3 separate regions of the Sus scrofa genome follow, and all the other regions are linked to region 1. A link is a contact called in public Hi-C and HiChIP or PLAC-seq data. All regions are on one chromosome and are shown on one strand. Each heading gives the region's core, a stretch centred on a gene start, on an enhancer-like site or on the middle of the called end of the contact. The rest is flanking DNA. Distances are from core to core; before and after follow the strand shown.

Region 1 (5,097 bases), core at 998-3,497:
AAAGCCAGGCTTGATGACATTAGGGTGAGAAATATAATCTCCTAGGGGCAGACCTGACGGGGAAGGTTTTAGCAAAGGAGAGGCAGAGAACATTGATAACCATAGTCTACCGCAAAGGACTCACGTTCAGCCTGTATTGGTGTGACGGTTACCAGTTACATACTGACTATCAAAATCCTGAACTATTTTCCTACCGGCTGGGAAATGGCTGCTGTTCCAAGCCTTCGGACAAACCCCTCCCCCGGGATTTGCTCCTCACAGCCTGGCGACCGAAGGGTTAACCTCTAGCGGGGAAGACCCTTCCTGACTTCCCCTGAGCAGACGGTGCTTGAGCACGACCCGTCGTCGTTACAGGCGTTTACTAGCACCCTTGGCTAACTTCTTTTAATGTGTACATTTTTATTAGTTTAATTCCGAGGGAAACCGACTGCAGCCTCTATATAGTGTCAACACTTCATTATAATGATCACTAATAATCCTAATTTGTGCTGCTTCCTACACATTTTTACTTTGCTTTTACAAGTATAATTGTGTTGCTTCTTGCACTTTTGTTTTTGCACAAGCATAGTACATGCCATAATTGCTCATTAAATATTTGTAGAGATTTACGTAGCATTTTTTCCATTCGCTAAGCTTTTCTATCTCAACATACTAGTCCTCTGTTTTTTTTTTTTTTTTTGGCTCTCTTTTTCTTCTTTCAATATACTTTTTTTTTTAATGGCCACACCTGTGGCATATGGAAGTTCCCAGGGGGGCTAGTGTTCCAATCAGAGCTACAGATGCCGGCCTACGCCACAGCCACGGCAATGCCAGATCTGAGCTGCATCTGTAATCTACATGACAGCTCACAGCAACACTGGATCCTTAACCCACTGAGCAAGGCCTGGGATCGAACCCACAGCCACATGGATACTAGTCGGATTCATTATTGGTGAGCCACAACGGGAACTCCAGCATGACTATTTCTTATTTTAAGTCTGTTTTTAACTTTTTATGCCATTTCTGTCTGAAAATATTACCACTAACTTCTTTACACTTTTGCAATTTATATATTCTCCCTTACATAATTGCATTCCATCTCCCCAGCACTCCCAGGAGGTAGGAATTAGATCGTTTTACAGATGAAGAAATCTGAGACTCAGGGAAGTCAGATGTCTTGTAACTAGTTAGGTTTTGTTCATTCACTCATCAAATATTGATTGAGTGCCTGGAGTGAGATTTGTTAGGGCTGCAGACAATGTTCCTGAATTCGAGTTAAGGGTTAATTCCGCTCTGCTCTACTTCTTTATCACCAGGGTCGTGAACTCAAAGGAAGGAAACAACATATTGATGTTATGGTTGAGGACCCTGCAGGGGTGGCTCCAAGTGGCTCCTCAGAGAGGCTCCAAGATCCTTCGTAAAATTCATGGTAACTACCAGCAGGGGCAGTCTCATTTCTCTCTGTGTTTGCTACCTGACAGGAACTGTCCGTAGATAATGCCATTCAAATATATTCGATGCATTTTTTTAAAGGTTTGGGAGCTATTCAAGTGGAGCTTTGATACTTGAGCTGCAGAGACTTGATCAAATTATTTAACCCTCTGCGCTTCAGTTCCATCACCTGTAAGAAAGAAATAATGCTAATGGAGTTCCTGTTGTGGTGCTGCGGCAACGAATCTGACTAGAAACCAGGAGGCTGTGGGTTCGATACCTGGTCTCGCTCAGGGGGTTAAGGATCCAGCGTTGCCGTGAGCTGTGGTGTAGGTCGCAGATGCCGCTTGGATCCCACGTTGCTGTGGCCGTGGTGTAGACCTGCAGCTGTAGCTCCAGTTAGACCCCCAGCCTGGGAAGCTCCACATGCCGCGTGTGCGGCCCCAAAAAGCAAAAAAAAAAGGAAATAATGATAACGCCTTTGGACTAAGTTGTTGTGTCGATTTAGAGAGCTAAATATGAAAAAGTTGTAATGCTCATTGCAGTTCAGTTTCCACCAGTTTTTGAAGAAGTTTTAAACTGCATTCGAGTGAGGAAAACAACGTCCCTGCTGAGGTAAGGCTACAAGCTGACCATTCTTGGGAAGCGCTGTTCTTTCTGGTGGAACACACCACTTCAGTTTTGGGGTTAGAACCCCCTTTCGCGGTGCAGGTAGCTAACTTCTTTAACGGCGCCCTAGTCTGGCATTCCCACGTCGCCCTCCATCCCTCAGCTCCTCTCTCTCAAATTAAAAAAAAAAAAAAAAAAAAAAAAAAAAAGACCTACAACAACTGCTTATTCCCTAAAATTCCTAAGTGTGCACACAGGACAGCTTCTCGGCGACGGCTCCTCCTAGGAGGTCGCAGCGCAAACGCCTCCGGACCGCCTCGAGGGGCGGGGCCAGAAGCCTCACGCCTCATCCCGCCTCACCGTGCCGCCGCCCTTCGCAATTCTCGCGAGACTTCAAGCAACTTAGCTTCTGCGTATTAAAGACACTGGGAGTCAAGGCGCCAAGGTGGGGGGAGGGGAAGGGGGGAGACGGGGCAAACGGCGTGGCCGCCATCTTGTTTGTGCCCCCGCTTCGCGCGCGCTCCGTTCTCCGTGACGCACGCGTCCCCCTCCCCTCCGCCGCGCCCAGGTCTCTGCATTGCCCGACGCCGCAAGGGCGCGGGGGCGGCTCCTGCTCCTCGCTGGACTCCTGAGGAGGCGTGTGAGTGTGCGGGAGCGTCCGCGGGAGGGAGCGGGAGCGGGGAGCGGCGGCGGCGGGGGGAGGGGTGGCGCTTCCCGCCTTCGGCGCGGCCCTCACTGCCCTCGCGCGGCCGCTGCTGCAGTTCGGTTCGGCCTGCCCGCCGCCATGTTGTGTCCTCGCCGGGCCCGCCGCTGTCGCCTCCGCTGCGCTCGTGGGGTCCGTGAGCTTGTCGGCCCGGCCCGCGGGCTTTCTCCCATTGGCGGAAGGCGACTGCGGGGGGGCTCGCTCGTGATTGGTCGGTGGCGGGGAGGCCGCGGACCTGGCACGTTATTGGTCGCGCTGGCTCCGGCCTAGGGGGTGAGGAAGGGATCGGAGGCTGTAGGGATGCGCGCGTCTTGGGCTCGGGCTGCAGGACGGTGACCTCCTACGGCGCAGGCGTGGGGAGGAGGTTGGGAGCGAGCCGTAAAGGCCTTCAGGGGGCAGAGAGGGTGGTGGTCTGGCAGTCACTTCGGGGGTAGCCTGTGTTCCTGTGCATGGCCGGGAATGGGAGGCACTCCAAATTCCAGAGGTATCCTCCGTGGAACATGCATGGTCCGGGATAGGGGCGTGCAAGCTGCAAGGGTGCCAGGCTTGGAAACGCTTAAACCCTAGTTACAGCTTGAGGGAATCACCGAGATGCAGGGATGCTAGACTTAGATGCAGGAGTGTAACACAGGTAGTGAGTGACCCTGATGTCGGTGGATGTCAGGTCTGAGGCCATGGAGGAGAGGGCATCAGGGCCTTAGCGACATATCCGAACAGTAGGATCAGATCAGGAATTTTGCTGGCGTGCCAGTGTTGGAACATTGAGGTTTTCGGTGGAGCCCTCGAGTCCATCCACAGTTACCAGACCTGGGATGTGAGGAGGAAAATAAACAGACCCAGGCTAAGAGAGGGATTCTGTTGGATAGGAAAGCATGGTTGAATGCGGAACATAGGAGGCACAGCATTAAATAGTAACAAATCTATAGGAGTGAAACGGTAGAAGCATTTTTGGAAACATTGTCACATTTGAGAATTATATTAGTGTAATTATAAATTATCAGGTCTCAGGACCATACAACTAGTTTTGAAATGTTCTATATGAAGTTTTACTGCTCTAGGAAAGATAGAGGTCAGGGCTGAGTTCCCAGATTTCCAAAGCTATTCTTTCTAGCAAATATCAGCTATTTGACAGTTATTTGTTTGAAAGTATATTGTTAGGTTCCTCTTCAGTGGAAGAGAGCTTGACAGAGCCTGGATCTTGGCTCATTTATTTCCTTTTATGTGTGCCTAAAAAAAAACACCCACCCTCATAGGCACTTTAAGAAAAAAAATTGTTTTAAATAAGTAACCTGGGATGAAAATATGCCAGTGCATATGTTCTTGCATCTTGTCTTAAGTAACAGAACTTGTCAGCTCTATTTGGTTCATATTTCAAAAAACTTTTGTTCTAATCGGGAGTCATTAGAGGCAGCTTGTTGGGGGTACATTCCTTTTCTGTTGAACTGTAGTGACTTGGATTGTTTTACATTTGCTCCTCCCAAGGTTTGGGGATCATGGAAACACTTTTATGGTAAACCTCTGTGTTGTCCCAATTTATTTTTCCTTGTCTATTTTAGGCGGTTCTTTCAGCTTTAGATAGATGTTAACACTTCAGTTTTTATTCTGATTTTAAGAAACTCCTGTGGTTTTCTTTTCTTTCTTTCTTTCTTTCTTTCTTTCTTTTTTTTTTTTTGTCTTTTTGCAATTTCTTGGGCCGCTCCCATGGCATATGGAGGTTCCAGGCTAGGGGTTGAATTGGAACTGCAGCTGCCAGCCTACACCACAGCCACAGCAACGTGGGATCCAAGCCGTGTCTGCAACCTACACCACAGCTCACGGCAACGCCGGATCCTTAACCCACTGAGCAAGGCCAGGGATCGAACCCACAACCTCATGGTTCCTAGTCGGATTCGCTAACCACTGAGCCACAATGGAAACTCCTCTTTTCTTTTTTTTTATTTATAATGATTTTTATTTTTTCCATTATAGCTGGTTTACAGTGTTCTGTGAATTTTCTACTTATGCAAGGTGACCCAGTTACACATACATGTATACATTCTTTTTTCTCATATTATCATACTCTATCATAAGTGACTGGACATAGTTCCCAGTGCTATACAGCAGGATCTGATTGCTTATTCCCGTGGTTTTCATGTTTCTGTTTTATGTGAATACAACTAAAATTTTTAAGAGAGAAGGGAAAAGTAGAGGGAGAGAACTGACACGTCGGAGCACATTTAATAGCACATTGCTGTTAGGTAGGCGCTAGCACCCCCACGTTGTAGGTGAGAAAATCAAAGATCAGAGAGGTTACGTGTCCAGTGTCTCCAGCCTGTCGTTTCAGAAAGGGGATTTTATTTTATTTTATTTTTTGTCTTTTTTTGTCACTGCATATG
Region 2 (5,097 bases), core at 1,423-3,922, 250 kb after region 1:
CAAAAGTCGTTTCAGTGGAAGTACGAGAGAAAGAGCCTGACAGCATGAGCCACTGGAAGCCACTGGAGACAGTGAATTCAAACCGCACTTTCGAGGAGCTGCGCTGCAATGGAGAAATGGAGGGGAAGCCAGAGCATCACGAGAGACAAGGGAGAGGTTTTTTTTGTTTTGTTTCTGCCTTTTTTTTTTTAGGGCCGCTCCTGCAGCATCTGGAAGTTCCCAGGCTAAGGGTCCAATCGGAGCTGCAGCTGTGGGCCTACACCCTGGCTCGCAGCAACGGCAGATCCTTAACCCACTGTGCGGTTCCAGGGACTGAACCCATGTCCTCGTGGATACTGAGTCGGGTTCATGACTGCTGAGCCACAACAGGAGCTCCTAAATTTTCTTTTCTTTTTATTTTTTTTCTTTTGATGGCTGCACCTGTGCCATATGGAAGTTTCTGGCCAGGGGTCAAATGAGAGCTGCTGCTGCAGTCTATGTCACCGCCACGACAATACTGGATCTGAGCCGCCTCTGTGACCTGCACTGTAGCTTGTGGCAACGCCAGATCTTTAACCCACTGAGCCAGGCCAGGGATCAAACCCCTCCCCTCACAGGTTGGTCCTTAACCTGCTGAGCCGCAACAGGAACTCCTGGAGGGTTTTTGTTTTAGGGTGGGAGAAAGTGCCTCCTGCCAGTGGAAATGACCTAGGAGAGAGGGGAAACTGATGATGCAGGATATGGCACCTGAAGCAACAAGGCGAGGCCGACCTCTAGGTGCAAAGGCAGCTTGTCCACGGCACAGGAGACAAGGCAGAGCTTGTCTTGGGCACAGATGGAAGCAGACTGATGGATAGGGTGGTAGGAGCTCAAGGAAGTGCTTTCTCTTTTTTTTTTTTGCTGCACATGGAAGTTCCTGGGCCAGGGAGCAAACCTGCACCATAGCAGTAACCAGAGCCACGGCAATGACACGGCAATGCTGTGTCCTTAACCACTAGGCCATGCCACCAGTGACCTTCTCAAGGAAGGTCTCTTGATGGCTTCTCTTTGCTCAGTGAAACAGCAAGCAGGACGGTCAACTGAGAGAAAGCAGAAGCTTGCGGAGGAGAGCAGAGGGTATAGTGGGCATTCAGGAGAGTGGCCGGATATGTGTCTCTTTTTGTACCGTCTACAGCACTGCTGTTACTTTGGCAAGTATGTTCTCAGGGTCTATCACGTCCCAGGCACTTGGATAAACACCAAATGCTTCTTGAAAGCCGTGTGGCTGTGAAACATCCCAAGCATGTTTTGGAGTTGGAGCCGAGTGCAGCTTGGCAGAGCAGGAGCAGTGGTGACTCAGACATGGAAGAAGCCAGAAGACTCTTCGGGGCCGTTGCAGAAGCCTCCTAACTGGTTTGCTGGAATGCATTTGCTTGAGTCATTTTCCTGAATACAAATCACATCACACACGTCTTTTCTTCAAATCCTTCAACAAAGGTGTACAAGAACTTGAGACAAACTGCTTCCAAGGAAGAAAACGGGTATTTATTCTCTTTCAAATTCTTTTCCCATGTAGGTTATTACTGAAAATAACAGAATCACTTTGCTGTACCCCTGAGACTAACACAACACTGTAAATCAACAATACTCAAATATAACATAAGGGAATATCAATATTTAAGTAAAATTTATTTTATTTATTTTTTGGTTTTTAGGGCCGCACCCACGGCATGTGCAAGTTCCCAGGCTGGGGGTCCAATCAGAGCTACAGCTGCTGGCCTACACCACAGCCATGGCAACGCTGGATCCTTAACTGAGTGAGGCCAGGGATCAAACCCAGATCCTCATGGATACTAGCTGGATTCGCTTCCGCTGAGCCACGACGGGAACTCCAAAAAGTAAGTAAAATTTAAAAAGAAAGACAGAAAGCAGAACACTGGGATACACAGATGGGAGACTTACTTTTCAAGATACTGTTGTAAAGTGTTTGGAGAAAAAAAAAATAAGCATGGGCCTGTATTCAGTATGCAAAACCAAACCTCCCCTCTAAGTTTCTAAGGCTCTCCACTGCCCTCAGGGGAAAGAAAATCCTCAGTTTAAAATGCTGGGCGTGGTAGGGCCGCTGCCCTCTCCAGCCTGATCTTCTCTTAAGCTCTTCCCCAGCTCAACTGGGAGGCTCTTCTGGGCCTCAGGGCCTTCAGACCGGCTTTTGTTTCTGCCTCACTTGCTCTTCCTCCCTTCAGCTGCGGAAGGAGTCTGCGCCCAGCCCTCCTCTGGGCCTTTCCAGTTACAGAGGCGGGGGCGGGGGCGGGGTGACATGGCCAGCGCCCCTCGGTTCAGAGCGGGCCGCGTAGAGATGGGCTGGGTCTCGCCGCCTTGCTCAAGGTCGGACGGTTCCGGGCTAAGGCGTGATGGATCTCGCCGCCTCCAGAAGGCTGCTGGGGAGTGGGGGCTGGAGCCAGGTGATGGATGTGCCGGGGGGGGGGGGGGTCAAAACAGCCTCCCCCTCAAAAGAGGAAGGCCGCACCACTGGTCGTGAGAAAGGCAGACGCACCATAACCGGCCTAGTCTCGAACCTCCTGCCTCTGCTGGGCGTCTGCAGAGACCACTGGACAATCTCCAGCCGCAGGCCCCGCGCACGGGAAAGCGCACTCGCCCCGCGCCTGCGCACCAGGGACCGTGAGCCCGGCTCGCCCAGGCCCCGCCCCAGGGAGGGCCCGCGCCCTGCCCCGCCTCCCATCTCTGCGTGCGCACCGCCTAGAGCCCGCCTCCGTGAAAGACTGCCCGGCGCATGCGGCCGGGTTGGTGCATTGGCTGCCGGGGGCTCAGCGCCAGCGCGGCCCGCTCAGCGCCTTAGCCGACGGCCCGGGTTAAGGCCGGCCGCAGGTAGGCTGACTCCGGGGAGCCCGGGGAGCTGTTCTCCCGTGCCGGTACCCGCGGCGGGAGCCGAGCTGGGAGCAGGACGGCCCCAGCGCCGGTGACAGACGTCGCTCCCACCAATCAGGGGTGAGGTGGCCCGCCGGCCTGCCCAATGGGCTGCGTGCCTAGCGGGAGTGGGGCGGGCGGCCAGGCCGGCTAGGAGCCGGCTCCCGCGCGCGGGGCCGCGTGGCCGGGCTCCGCCAGGGAGACCGGCCGCAGGGGGCGTGGGGCGGCGGGAAGGGCCGCTGGGACCGGTAGCGCCCATGTCAGCGCGGCCTGGCTTGCCTGATCAGAGGGCCGGGGGTGGCTCGTGAGACGGAGAGGGCCGGAGAGGCGCAGGAGCCCCTACTGCCCAGCCCTCCCCGAGCACGCCGGCGGCTGCAGCTCCTTGCAACTGCTCCGGCCCTCGCCCCTCCGGCCTCAGGGCACGGCCCTAGCCTCGCTGGAAGGGGATCAAGGTCCGAGACGGGCCCGCTGCGGTGGGGGATGGGCTCGGCGGCCTGGCTGCGGCCCCCTCCGGCGCGCCCGGGCTGCCGCGGGCGGAAGGGGCCTCGGAGCCCGACGGCCTCCTTGTGCTGGGAAGGCTCGGCTTCGGCCCCCCCACCCCGCTGGCCCCCTTACCCACTGGCCGCCCAGGATGAGGATGCGGCATTTTAAGAAGTTCACTACGTGTGCGTGGCGCACTTACGTCCGCACTCATTGTAATTTTGAATCCTCAGCAGTCCTGTGACCCAGGCGATGCGGAGAGTCTCACTGCCATTTAACAGCTGTAAGGACTGGGGCATCAGACGCCTCCCGTGGTTTTGACAGGTTTCATCCACAAGTGGTGGAGCTGGAATTCGATCTCAGCGTTTAACGTCTTTGCTGGTGTTTCATTGCTGAGTTCCTCTGCAGCATCTTGATTTGTGTCCCTTCTGTACTTGAAAACCTTCCCATCGCTCATCACCTTCAGGTGAAAGTTCAGATGAGGCTTCAGGTTGCCTTGTGATTTGGTCCTTGCCTGAATTTCCAGTTTATCCCCCCGTTTCCCCCGCCCCTCCTCACGCTCTGTCTCTTTTCTGGGCGCTGCCCTCGTGTTCTGTAGATAGCCGTCGCCTTCCTGTCCCTCTGTCCCCTTTCTCTTCAAGGCCATTGCCGTCTCAGGTGAACACAGCAGGAGGAGCCTGGATCCTCTCCTCCCTTCCCGACTTGTACTTCCTCTGATGGGCCGTGGTAGGTGACCCTGGTCTTGCTGCTGAAAGTTCTCTCCTCACCATTTAAGCCCTCTGCGGCCTGGGGTTACTGGGTCACTTGTGTATTTCTAAATGTTCTGTCTCTAACTGGATGGCAACTTAAACCATAGGCTCTAGGGAGTTCCCTTGGTGGCTCAGTGGTTAAGGAACCCGACTAGTATCCTTGAGGATGTGGGTTTGATCCCTGGCCTCGCTCAGTGGGTTAGGGCTCTGGCGTGTCCATGAGCTGTGGTGTAGGTCACAGACGTGGCTTGGATCCCGTGTGGCTGTGGCTGTGGTGGAGGCCGGCAGCTGTAGCTCCTAGCAGACCCCTAGCCTGGGAACCTCCATATGCCACGCATACGACCCTGGAAAGACAAAAGACACACCAAAAACCCAAAAACAAGTCGGCCCAAATCTGAGTAATTTTTGTAGCCCCCGAGGGGCCTGGCACAATGCCACTTACCTACATAGGGGGGACCAAGTCCCGTCACTCCCCTCCCCCCATCATGTTGAAATATTTATTGCCAGGCGCTGTGGGGGACCGCAAGCGCCCCCCAAAGAGAGGCCGTCATCCTCAGAGTAAAATCAGGGCAAATCAAATGCAAATGGTTGAGACGCGTCTTCTCGGGAAGTAACCTGCTCTATCACCCAGTCAAGATGGCGGAGGACTTTCTAGAAACTTCCAGAATCCAGTCAGTGAGACCAGGGTGTCGACTCAGGGATATGCCTGGTTAGAACCTCTCTAAGATGTGGCCCAGTTCACAGTCACGTGTCAGTAGGGAACGTTCGGCCGTGAGGTGACAGGACAGCGTGTCTCCCACATGTTAGGGACTTGGGTCAGACCCGTTTGGGGAAACTGCAGATGAAGCATCCCTTTGGGAGGTCACTGCGCACATCAGCTCATGAAAGGCCCTGAGAGCGCTTGCAGCAAAGAAACCAGGTGGCTACCGAACCAGCATTTTCTCTGTTTATCTGCCCATAAGGCCCTTTTGGGGGCTCCTGTGTG
Region 3 (5,097 bases), core at 752-3,251, 170 kb before region 1:
AGCACCTATGAGGAACACAAACTGGAACAAGATAAATTCCTCTCCCTTAGGTTCTGATGCTTGAGAACAGCACCTTCAAAGAGAAATATGTGAGCCACCACATGCATGTGAACCACATAAATTATAATTTTTCTAACAGCTACAGCAATACAATAAAAATAAGTAAACTTAATTTTAAAAATATATTTCATATGACACAATATATCCAGATATTATCACTTAACATGTAATCAATATAACTATTAATAAATTAATTTTTTAAACTAAATCTTCAAAATAACAGTATTTTATAATTATAGCATATCTCATTTTGAACTAACCACATTTCAAGTGCTTAAGAACCATAAATGCTTCGTGGCTACTGTGTTGGACAGTGAAGCTCAAGAGAGCATTCATATAGATAAACATTTGTACCATATAAATACGTAAATGGAAGACTAATCAGTGTGATTTAGAGGTACAAATTCTATGCTCTAAGATAATAAGATAATACGGAAAGAGGAAAACATACCTGTGTCCGACAGTATTTCCATGGTTACAGATATCCCTGAAGGTGGAAGAACTAATTCAATGACTTTTGTAAACGGATGGGCCTTAAATGACCAGGCTTCTTAAGATAGCCTTTTGGGGAAAGGGTAATATTTTTTGAAATTTGAGAATGCAAGTTTTGGGGGAACATCGTCCTGCTGTCCAGGATATTTCTTTTCCCCATAGCATGACCATTTTTGAATCCTCTTCATTCCACCCAGCACCATTGCTCCCTCAACGGTTACTTGAAGATAACAGGCCCATGCATGGAAGGGTTAAAGAGGGGCTTCGGTGGCATTGGGAATTACATCCTGGTGAAGGAAGGCTATACTTGGGAGGAGGCAGAAACCTCTCTAGCTTCAATAGAGCAATGACCACTCAGATTTCACTTAAGATTCTCCTCAACTTTCATATTTCCAAGAACAGGGACATTTTCCTACACATCCACAAATCATTTTCACACTCAGGATATACACAATTGACACTATTATCTAATATGTGTCATGTTTAAATTTCCCCAACTGACCCAAAATATCCTTTGCAGTTTTTAAAACAAAAACAAAAAACATTTTTCTATTTTTATTTAAGGACTTTTTCCCCATTCAAAAGTCGGAAATGTATTTAGGCCTTTAATCCTCCTGGAATTGAGAGTTGCGATGAAGTAAGATAGGGGTCTCATTTTATATTTTGTTCATAAGTATACCCTATTGTAGCAGACTGTTCGTTGAAGAGACATTCTTTTTTTTCTCCATTGCTATGTCTTGCTGCTTTTGTCATAAATCAAGTTTCCAAATATGTGATAAAACTGTAAAGAAAAGGAAAGTAATTGTCATAAAAGTCAGGCTAGTGGTTTCCGCAGGAAGGAGGCATGGGAGTGTATTTGTTAAGGGCCTGATACCATTCTATTTTTTGTTGTACATGATGAAATGTCTGTTCAGTAATTACTTAACCTTTATATTATACTTCAGGATATAACTGCGTTATATTTCCTAATAAAAGGGCTAATTTAAAAGTAAGCCAACAGAAAAAACACATTGATGAGACGAGCACTACCGTCTTTGGAAAGTGAGTGGATGGCTGTCCCCTCAGCTGTGCAAAGAAGGGGACACAGAATCCACGGTGACAAGGCACAGATGCAGCAGTAACGGGCAGAGACTGGTTTGGCGGTAGCCGGGAGCCCCCGAGGGTGAGAGAGAGCTTCGACGTCAAGTAACAGCGCAATCCCGTTCCAAATCCAGCCACACGCACGGCCAGCGGCGAACAGGCACGGCCTCCTCAAGCGTAGACACCAGCGTCCAAACCCTCCGCCTATCCAGCGAGGTGGACTCCTGCTAGCGCCGCAGACTCGCGAGGACTGGGCGGCGCCGCTGGGGCCTCTGGGAGGAGGCGGTCCTTGCGCAGCCGCCGGGCCTTCTGGGAGGAGGCGGTCCTTGGGCGGTGCCGCTGGGGCCTCTGGGAGGAGGCGGTCCTTGCGCAGCCGCCGGGCCTTCTGGGAGGAGGCGGTCCTTGGGCGGTGCCGCTGGGGCCTCTGGGAGGAGGCGGTCCTTGCGCAGCCGCCGGGCCTTCTGGGCCTGGTTTCCTGGAGGCTTAATGCGAAGTGGGCAACGAAAGGTCTTCGGAGGGACTCACACTTGCGCGTCCCGCGGAAGCGTCGGGGAGCGATGCCAAAGCTGCGTTGGGAACGGTGGAGTCCGGGGTTCGGAGGAGCATCTAAGGGTAAAGGAAGCCCGGCAGATGGGGTGGAGGGATGAGGGGTTGCGTTTTGGCGCCCAGGGATCTGTCCCCGCGGTTGCCGGGTGGGAGAGGCTCCGGCGCAGCCGCTTATCTTGTCTGCTCCTGTGGGTTCAGGATCTTCCGCGCGCCGGAGACCCTGCTGTCGGCTAGGACCCCTTCCGGAGGCCAGCGACCCCTTGCTTGCTCCTTGTAGGGAGTGCCCAGTAGACTTTCGGGCATGCATGAAACTCCTGGGGGGACGGTGGTTTGGGGCCGGTGGGAAGGTCCCCGCTGCAGGCAGAAGTACTCGGAGCCCGCAAGTCCGGGCAGCACCGAACAAGTCAGGATGTTGAAGGTGAAGGCAGTGGCAGTTCTGCAGGCGGCAGGAACCTATCAGAGAGGAAAAGCCTCTGACCTGAGATCTGTGCCCGAACTTCTGGGTCGAGGTGAGGCTGAAAGAGGGAACTGACCTCGGAGCTCCTGGGGGACCTTTTTTATTGCTGACACTTTTACTTGCAGGGAGCAGGGATGGAATCAAGTCACTGCAACCAGGGTACTGGGGGGAAACGAAGAAGTCACGGAGAATTTGCCCTCGGAGAGAGGTGGGCCTTACCCAGGATCTAGGGTGGGCAACAATGTGCAGTGTGGATCAGAGAGGAGGAAACGCCGCAATGTGAGGGACTGGTCGTGAGAAAGGACCAAAAGTCCCTGTTCACCACAGCAAGGCCCAGAGTTGCTAATCTGGATTCTCCGATTACAGACCTGATCTTTCAGAGCTTCTTTCTCCACCGCCAGCCTTGTCATTTCAGCATTCTGCCTTTCCTTTTGAGGAGGAAGATCAACCAAGTCCCAGGTGAGTAAAAGTTTCCTCTCCTAAAATGTACTCTCATTTGTCAGAGGGAATAGCTATACTATCTCATCTCTTCCTTGGGAAGAAGGAGATTCATGTTTGCTGAGTGCCAGGAAGTATATACTGTCATCATTCAGTTGTTTGGGTAGGTGCCTATGGTTTGAAGGAGCGCTTCTAATTTTAAAGGAGTGTCAGCAGCCCCAGGAAAACTAAAAACTTTTCCAAGAGTAATCGTAGGACAAGTAGCCTACTACTAAATGCTACTGACCTAACCTGGTTCAGAATCCAGGTCTGTAGGACCCCTAAACTCTCTGTGCTGGTGTTTCCCAAACACCCCATTCACTTACCTCCACCAACTATTTCTGCCACACCTATGTACTCCCTATATTGTTATTCTCATATTTTTAATTTTTTACTTACATTTATTTAAAAAATCAAACTTGTCCTGAGAAACACTGCATATGAAATTATTCATTTGACAGATGCTGTAGAGGCTTTATATACACTCCAAGATGTATCTGAAGGTGTTAGTCTATGTACCATGTAAAATCATCTCCTGTCAAAAGATACAAATTGCGTTTGGGACGCGATGCATTGTATCATGCTCTTGCATGGATTTTTTTCCTGCAGTGTCCAAGCAACACATCTATGTCTAAATTGTCCATCCCTTGTGCCTTGTTTTCTTCTTTAGATGAATAATTCCACAGATAATGCCTCCCTTTTATGTCTTCTCTGCAAACATTTCACTAGCTGTTAAGGGCTATTCTGTTTCGAGTGTTGTTTGTTTGTAGAACAGTAGGAAGTCCATACATCTCAGGACCTTATACTCTCTTTGGGGCATTAATACGCACACAGGAAATAATCTAAACCAGTACTGTCCAGGAGCACTGTGATCAGGGACGTGTTCTAGGTCTGTGCCTTTTAATGTGGTCCCCATCAGCCAAATGTAGCTGCTGAACACTTGACATGTGCTGAATGCAACTGAGAAAATGGGTTTTAAATTTTACTTAATTTTAACTAGTTTTAATTTAAATAGCTATATGTGATTGGTGGCTGCATGTCATATACCTCAGGTCTAGATATTGGAAGTTTTCAGGGTCAGTTGATTTGGATTTAGTGTGCTGCCCTGCAGAGGGGTTGGGTGGTGGGGTGGGGGCAACCCAAAATATACATGTTAATGGCCGTTTAACTTGCGTTTCTTGGTGGAAGGTGAGGATCCTCTTCCATTTTCAGGAACTTCATGGTCCAAGTAACATTACTCATTTTGAAACTATCATCATCCAAGGCACATGGTTTAAGACAGTTGTGCAGATGTGCAGCTTCTGTGTTTTACTGCTATGAAGTGTCTCATAAAGCAGGAACTTTATAGGATATACCCAAAAAAATCTCAGCCTTGCATTATTTTTGTTCATTGCAAATAACTCTTCTTCCAGCTATCTGTGTATTCTTTCATTAGGGACATGTAGACTGTTTGAAAGTTAGTTAATAGCAATGATAACTAATATTAATACCATTTTTGAGGTATCAGGTGTTAAGCTTTTAACACGGGAGTTGGTGCTTACAGCTCTTTCATTGCTGATTAGAGTAGCAAGGAAGAAACTTGGCTCATAGTTACCTCAGTTCGTCTTAAATTCCTTGTTATTTTCCTGGCAGCCAAGGTCACATACTAGTGGGCTGGTCATACCTTGTTTTGTTGTGTTTTCTCTCTATGCAGGGTTAGGTGTGAAGTAAGAAGCAAGGCTTAAAAAGAGTGTCTTCACAAGATAATCTGCCTGTTTTCTTAAGATTAAAAATACTTGAGGAGTTCCTGCTGTGGCACAACAGGATCCGGCCTGGCACAGTGGTTTAAAGGATCCAGCGATCCAGCGTTGCCACAACTGTGGCTTGGGTCTGATTCCTGTCCCAGGAACTCCATGTGTTGTGAGGTGTCCAAAAAAGGAAAAACAAAACAAAGAAAAACTTGATAGAACAATCAGACATAATGTATGGCCTTTGTTGCCTGGTTT

The links. A called contact is a pair of places that touch in the nucleus more often than the background predicts. HiChIP or PLAC-seq counts read pairs in DNA pulled down with a chosen protein or histone mark.
Region 2: a contact with region 1 is called in a Hi-C map of liver, with 5 times the contacts expected there. The contact joins the promoter of CTPS1 here to the promoter of NFYC in region 1. A contact is called at or near these places in 2 of 47 Hi-C or Micro-C datasets (heart right ventricle and liver) and 1 of 2 datasets of contacts at active chromatin or transcription factors (alveolar macrophages).
Region 3: a contact with region 1 is called in an H3K27ac HiChIP or PLAC-seq map of alveolar macrophages. The contact joins the promoter of EXO5 here to the promoter of NFYC in region 1. A contact is called at or near these places in 1 of 47 Hi-C or Micro-C datasets (heart right ventricle) and 1 of 2 datasets of contacts at active chromatin or transcription factors (alveolar macrophages).

Annotation. Positions count from the first base shown.
Region 1 is chr6:170,483,162-170,488,258 of Sscrofa11.1, reverse strand. NFYC (nuclear transcription factor Y subunit gamma) reads left to right here and starts at 2,247. Exons shown (of 10, transcript XM_021096986.1): 1 at 2,247-2,464. It overlaps LOC110261254 (a long non-coding RNA gene), which reads right to left and starts at 1,752. Exons shown (of 2, transcript XR_002345276.1): 1 at 1,691-1,752.
Region 2 is chr6:170,230,680-170,235,776 of Sscrofa11.1, reverse strand. CTPS1 (CTP synthase 1) reads left to right here and starts at 2,672. Exons shown (of 19, transcript XM_005656199.3): 1 at 2,672-2,844.
Region 3 is chr6:170,654,029-170,659,125 of Sscrofa11.1, reverse strand. It overlaps EXO5 (exonuclease V), which reads left to right and starts at 2,001. Exons shown (of 3, transcript XM_003128112.4): 1 at 2,001-2,244; 2 at 2,761-3,094. It overlaps LOC110261413, which reads right to left and starts at 3,045. Exons shown (of 4, transcript XM_021097706.1): 1 at 3,004-3,045; 2 at 2,391-2,631; 3 at 2,091-2,152; 4 at 1,073-2,014. The coding sequence starts at 3,045. The coding sequence ends at 1,535.